Regions from separate parts of the Macaca mulatta genome. Here region 2 is linked to region 1. Evidence: chromatin contacts called from public Micro-C data. All regions are on one chromosome and are shown on one strand. The core of a region is the stretch at or near the end of the contact, and the rest is flanking DNA. Distances in the headings are between cores, read along the strand shown. Region 1 has its middle 150 kb from the start of TNFAIP3. Region 2 holds the start of TNFAIP3 (TNF alpha induced protein 3).

Evidence for each region. Hi-C and Micro-C count contacts between places; a contact is called where the count stands out from the background.
Region 2: a contact with region 1 is called in a Micro-C map of CD4 T cells, with 19 times the contacts expected there. The contact joins the promoter of TNFAIP3 here to the enhancer-like site in region 1. A contact is called at or near these places in 7 of 14 Hi-C or Micro-C datasets (CD4 T cells, blood, fetal cortex germinal zone and 3 more).

What each region holds. Positions count from the first base shown.
Region 1 is chr4:42,810,387-42,813,789 of T2T-MMU8v2.0, reverse strand. No RefSeq gene overlaps it. Among named protein-coding and RNA genes, the nearest start is that of TNFAIP3, 150 kb to the left of the region's middle. Within about 2 kb of position 1,854, at least 6 of the 40 cell types and tissues checked have an H3K27ac peak or open chromatin away from gene starts, as enhancers often do. A contact at or near this core is called in CD4 T cells and blood, where this site is marked.
Region 2 is chr4:42,959,576-42,962,585 of T2T-MMU8v2.0, reverse strand. It overlaps TNFAIP3 (TNF alpha induced protein 3), which reads right to left and starts at 1,315. Exons shown (of 9, transcript NM_001261344.1): 1 at 1,263-1,315. LOC114677502 (a long non-coding RNA gene) reads left to right here and starts at 565. Exons shown (of 2, transcript XR_003728821.2): 1 at 565-1,163.

The sequences.
Region 1 (3,403 bases), core at 605-3,104:
AGGATTGAGGATAGATAATGAAGAACCTGACATTCATTCTTCCACATAATTACATGGGTCTCAAGGAAAGGGTGCAATGACTTTCAAAAACAATTCAATATTCACAACTTTTTGATAAAAGGTGTGTTAGATAGCATTTACTTCAGGGAAGAAGAATTAATAGTCTTCCAAATACACCTGGATCACCTCACCTCAGACTAAATAGATCCCAAACCATTACATTAGCCCAAAGATTTTCTTGTTCCCCACGTCTTCATTTTTCTGTTAATTGTGATTCCATTCCCTTTTCACTAGGCTTTAAACACAGCTGTCAGACACAATCACTCTTTGCTTGAATTCATTTAGTTACCAAGACCTACTGATTTTTTAAAAAACAATCTCTGTTTTGTCACCCATTCATTCCTTTCCATTCTTAGAACCCAATTTTCTAGATCAGACCTTGTATTCTCAGTCTCTAATATTTCATGGGTAGGTCCAACTTGTCTCCTTACATACATTTCTCCCTCCAGCAGCTGTTATGAACTGAATTATGTCCCCGCCCATCCCTAGATTGATATGTTTAAGCTCTAACCCCATGTGACTGTATTAGGAGACGGGGTGTTTTTGGAGGTAATTGTGGTTCCATGAGATCATAAGGATGGGGCCCTAATTTGATAGAACTTGTGTCCTTATAGGAAGAGGATGAGGCACTACTCTTTCTCTCTGCTCATACACAGAGAAAAGGCGGCCATCTACAAGTCAGCCAGAGGGCCTCACTAGGATGAGTTTTCCAGCATCTTGATCTGAACTCCTAGCCTCCAGAACAGTGATAAATTAAATTTCTGTGGTTGTAGCCACCTGGTCTGTGGCATTTCATGTCAGTCATAACAGACTAATAAATAGGCTATCTGCCCAGTATTCTCAGAGTTACATGCATAGAACACTAAACTGACCCTATGCTTTACAAATCCCCAAGGCTGCCACTGCCCACCCCCATGACTTGTAAGTCCAAATGCTTTAGCTTGGAACCTGAGGCCACCTCCGTGTCGTCCCCATAGTTACCTGCCCAGCCTCTAAGCCTTTATATTGTTTAAGGCAAACGTTCTGATCTCATTGTCCTCAAAACCCACATGGCATTTTCTGAAGCCACAGTGAAGCATGATGCCTTTGGGGAACTGCCTGTGGTTGCCATGGCTGCAAGGTGAGTCTACACCAGAGGATGGCAGGATGTGAGAGGAGTCACGTTGCAGACATGGCTCCCTCCTCCCTCTCTTCCTTATTAACAGAGTCCTCACTGAGTTTAGAGAGGAGAAGTGCCCAGATCAGAGGCAAATAATGATGTCTAAGCTGGAGGTCAGCAAACTATTTTTATAAAGGGCCAGGTGAAGGTAAACATTTTGGGCTTTGTGGGTGATATGGTCTCTGTCACAGCTCCAACATTTTAGTGCAAAAGTAGCCATAGGAAATACATAAACAATTGTGTTTCAATAAAACTTTATTTACAAAAGCAATTGTTGGACTAGATTTGGCCTGCGGGGCATAGTTTGCCACTCCCTGATCTGCCAATCCCAGAGCACTGACATTGTTGATCTTCTGAATCAAGTGTAGAACAACTTTCAGATTTCTTGTTATATGAGAGCCAGAAAACTCCATCTTTTAAAGCTCTTTTTAAGCTCTTGCTATCCACAAGGTTCGTCTTAGACCAGCAGAATCAGCATCACCTGGGAGCTTGTTAGAAATGCGGAATCTCAGGCCCCCACCCCAACCTCCTAAATCAGAATGTGCATTTTAATAAGAAGCCCTGGTGGTTGGAAGGTTTACTAGAGCTTAAGAAGCACTGGTTGAAGCCACTGCTGATTGAATGTCCTATTACTTGCAGATGAAAGCACCCCTAACTATTGCTGACAGGAGCAAGTCATCAGTATCTTGTATGCTTTGCTAAGGACTGTGGTTTTGTCCTGAAAGACAGTAATGGGCTTTATGTAGGGAATGAAATGATCAGTTTTGGGAGGCATATAACTCATCTCTTTGATGAGATAATAAGCTCCTAAAAATCCGAGTGTACTAAAGAAATATGCCTGATATTTATCCTGTTTTCCAAGGCCAGCAAAGTAGGTAGACTCTTCACCACTGCCACACCATTGGATGGAAATGAAAAGCAGCCTCTTCTCTAAGACCTGCTCTCCTGCCCATACCTACTGCCTCAGGCCCCAGGAGGATTCTCTGTTTCTGGCATATCCATGGGGCTTAAAAGTAATTGGAAGGCTGTAACTCCAGCATTGTAATTTGGCATCTGAGACTGGAAAACTTTAATTTTAGTTACACTTAATACTGCCACCACCCAGCTTGGTTCAATTTATCTTCTGAATATATATTCACCTCTCCGATAAGACTATAGGCTACTTTGGCCTAAGCAATCATATTTTAAGATTTTTGCATCTCTTCCATAAGGCTTGCAAAGTGCTCTGCATATGACAGTCATGATAAATATAAAATTATTTCTTAAAATATAAGCCACCATTTATTGCTTTTCCAAGCTCTTTGAATAATACCTAAATGGGATAAGCATCTCGAATGTGAATATCATTCATCAGCTAAGTTAAAAATAGTAGGGTCAAAAGGATCCAAATAACATCAAATTTTTTGAAAGGCAGGTCTTTTCATATTGTTTATGGTTAGGTTCTAATACACGCCAGGAATGGTTTGAAAAAGAATTCAGTACAAGCATTTGCTCATATCAAGCCACCACATCTTCCTGTGGTTGGTTTATGAAGAGCTAAAACCCAAACAAGCACCACCTCTTACACAGTAACCCAGAGTGTTAGTACTTACATGGAGAGAGCACGTCATAAACCCTCTAGACAAAATTATCTCACTTAAACCATACAAGACCCTAGGGTTGGGTAGATTATTATCTTCGCTGATGAAGAAACCAAAGTGCAGAGTATTGATGTCAACTTAGTGAGGATCACACTGGTAGAAATTTGGTGGTGGTAAGAGGGGACAGTTGGAATTCAAACCCAGATAGTTAAGCCCTGAGTCTGTGTTCTGAACCATTAAGCAGTGTCTCCATAAACAGAGCTTTGCTATGTCAAAGGCCAAACTCTCACCACCCTATTTTCATCTGCAGGCATCATCAGCTGGGATTTTCATGTGACAAGTAATCTATGTTAAGCCTAGATATATTGAAAATAAAATGTTAGAAGCCACTTATTTTATGGTCAAGTTCAGTGAGTGACAGTTTCTATGTTTAAAGCCTTAACCCATTATGAGTTAATGGTTTGGTCTATCATGATTAACAGTGGGAAATATCTTTGAAATCAGATTAGAATGTTTTAGTTTTTGTTTTGGCTGTTAATTATCATAGAAAGTTTTTCTCTGTCATTTCAGAGTCTACAGTAAAGACTATTAAAGGAGTACCTGT
Region 2 (3,010 bases), core at 66-2,565, 150 kb before region 1:
CAGTTCTTGGATCTCTCTACACTTAAGATTAAAGAATAAATGTTTCAGATACATTATAAAGTGGCAAACAATGCAATATTACCCTTAACTTTTTTTTTTTCTTAACATTTGTTACCTCTCTGTCTTATTTAAAGGTAATTTCTCAACTTTTGTCACTAGGATTCTACAGAACTTCTCCATTGCTCAAACTCTTCTCCCCCTTGTTTTATTTTTCCACTCTGGGCAGATATTTTTGTCTGCGTTGTGGAAATTGATGAATTATTTATCAACAAATACCTCATCCAAATTTGGGGATGTGCCTATCAAAAATAGTACTAAGAATTGAAAAAAAAAAAAAAATCAAAGCAGCACCTTAAACAATGAGAATGAAGCATTCATTGGCTGCTCAATAATCCAGTACATTAAGGTTGCGGGTCCAGAAGCCCCTTTAATTAACAATGGTTCCACCAAAATGCTGCCCTGAGACACTTGACCAGACTGGCTTTCCAAGGCAAGAAGATCTGAGGCGAGGAGAACTGAAAACAAAGCGGGTTCAAAAAGAGTTAAGCTCCTTCCTTACTTAATGCCACTGCTTTCCTGAGAGGCCAGGTGGCAGGATGTGGGACGACTCCGGCTGACAAAGACAGTCTAACCGTGGGGTAGGGGCTGGAGCAGGCGCCAGCGACCCATGTCTACATGCATACTTCTCTTACACTGCTGCAGCTGGAAAAGCTAGACCCTGCGCCAGGACCCCAGCCCTGTGCACGGACCCCTGAGCGTCTGGGAAGCTGTCTCTGGGACTGAAGCCCCCCACCTCCGCCGGGCTGGCGGCCACTGCGGTACCCTACTCCCCGTCGGGCTGGCCCTGCACAATTTGGGAAAAAGCCGCAGCGCTTCTGCAAGGTCTACGTGGCCAGGAGCATGCAACGCTTGGCTCCCAAAAAGACACGAAAGGAGCAAAGCATCAACGACCACCCGATCAGAGGGCCCGAGGGGCGCCTCTTCACCAGTCAGCTGCAGCTTAAGTTCCGTGCATTATCCGAAAGGAACAGCTGGCTGGAGGTATCCAGGGCTGTCACTCCAACCTCTGAAGCGGTGACCTCAACTCCCAGCACTTCAAAACCCAGACAGAAACAAACGTCCAACAAACTCCCACTCCAGGAGCGCTGCAAAACCAACGCCAGGTAGACGGAGCCAGCCCGGGGGTCGCTGCCCAACATGCATCCGCAGCCCTAGGCTGCGGTGAGCCCGAGGCAGACGGCACTGGGAGGCGCAGTGGTTACCTCTCCGGGCCCCGCGATCCTTTCGCAAAGTCCCAAGTCCGGGTCAAAGCAGGAGCGCCCAGCAGGCGGAGGTCGGGGCCGGGACCGGGCGGAGGCGACGCTCCATGGACGCCCGGGGTCGGGCTCGCTCGCTGGCAGGGTCGGCCGGGGGTGTGATCTCTCTTGGCGGCCGCTATCGCCGCTCCGCCCCCGCGGGCTCCAAGTTCGCTTGGCCCGCCACGAAGACTGCAGACTGCGCAGTCTGCTTTTCCCCGTTTCAGTTGTATGCGGGTCTAGGCCCGGGGATTTCCACGGTACTTTCCAAAGTCACGTGACTCTCTGGGTAGGGCTGCGAATTGCGTCCCGCCGGCCGCCAGAGGGCGCAGGGGGCGAGGGGCTTTCGCGGCCTCCGCGCCCCGACCCGCCCCCTTTCCCTGCCCCGCCCCGCTGCCTCGCCCCGCCCAGTCCCCGCGGGCCCAGGGAGAAACTCCCTCGCCCCGCCCCGGGGTGTCCCCGCGTGAGTCACCTGGGCATTTCGGAAGCTGGGGTCACGTCACATCCATGTGGAAATCGCGGTGATGGGAACTGGAAATGAAATAGGTTCTTTTTCGCAGTTGTTTTTCTGCAGAAAATCATCAACTGTGGAGAAGAAGAAGGGAAATAAGAAAAAAAGAAAACCCTAAAAACCACCCTGGCGTCCGGGCCCGCAGGCCTCGGGCTGGCTCTGAAAAGTTTGGGCTGTGCACGTGATAAGCGCGTAGGCGGGAGCCCCAGACAGGACCCGGGCGGGAATTTCGAGAAAAAGCAGCAGTGACAGCCTTTGGTCCCCATCTCCATTGTTCCTGCCAGCTCTGGACCCCAGGCTGCATGAGACGTAGGTCCCAGGGAACACCCGACCCCGTGGCCCCAATCTTAGGTAAACTTAGGAATCAGAACAACATTCACCCCTATGCCACCCTTGCTCCATTTCCCCTTCTCTATTTCTGCTCACCAAGCATCCAGCTGACATTGCATTCAAGCAGCATTTCAGCTTAGAAATCGCTTCTAGTCCATCACCGTGCTTGCCATGTGTCTCCAAGGCTTTATTAGGTGTGTTTTTAGTTGTCCTGATTATCAGTTCACCCCAGGGTGCTGATGGCTGATAATACTGGCGCTCCCTTCCCCACCCCCATGCGTTGCATAGGGAGAGTGAGTCATGTGGAGATGGGTGCAGTCCCTTGGGCAGTGGGGGTGCAGGTCCTGTGCAGGGAGGAGGCTTAGGGTGCTTTTACTGTCTTACTGCCCTCTAAGCACGGGACCCTTTGGATCATTTACTAGATTGGCTAAACTAGAACCAGTTGGAAATATTCTGTACTGTGGTCCCTTTAATTACATTTAAGAATACTCGTCAGGCCATATATCACAGGTTTTTAATTAGAAAAGTATCCTCCTCTCGCCCGTAAGTACCTGCAGAGATGGGGATGCGAGCTGGGTGGAGGATGGCACTGTTTTGGCAAAAAGAAGTTTAGAGCAGGCCGGGCGCGGTGGCTCACGCCTGTAATCCCAACACTTTGGGAGGCCGAGGCGAGCAGATGACGAAGTCGGGAGATCGAGACTATCCTGGCTAACACGGTGAAACCACGTCTCTACTAAAAAATAGAAAAAAAATAGCCGGACGTGTTGACAGGCGCCTGTAGTCCCAACTACTCGGGAGGCTGAGGCAGGAGAATGGCGTAAACCCGGGAGGCGGAGCCTGCAGTAAGCCAAGATCGTGCCACTGCACTCCAGCC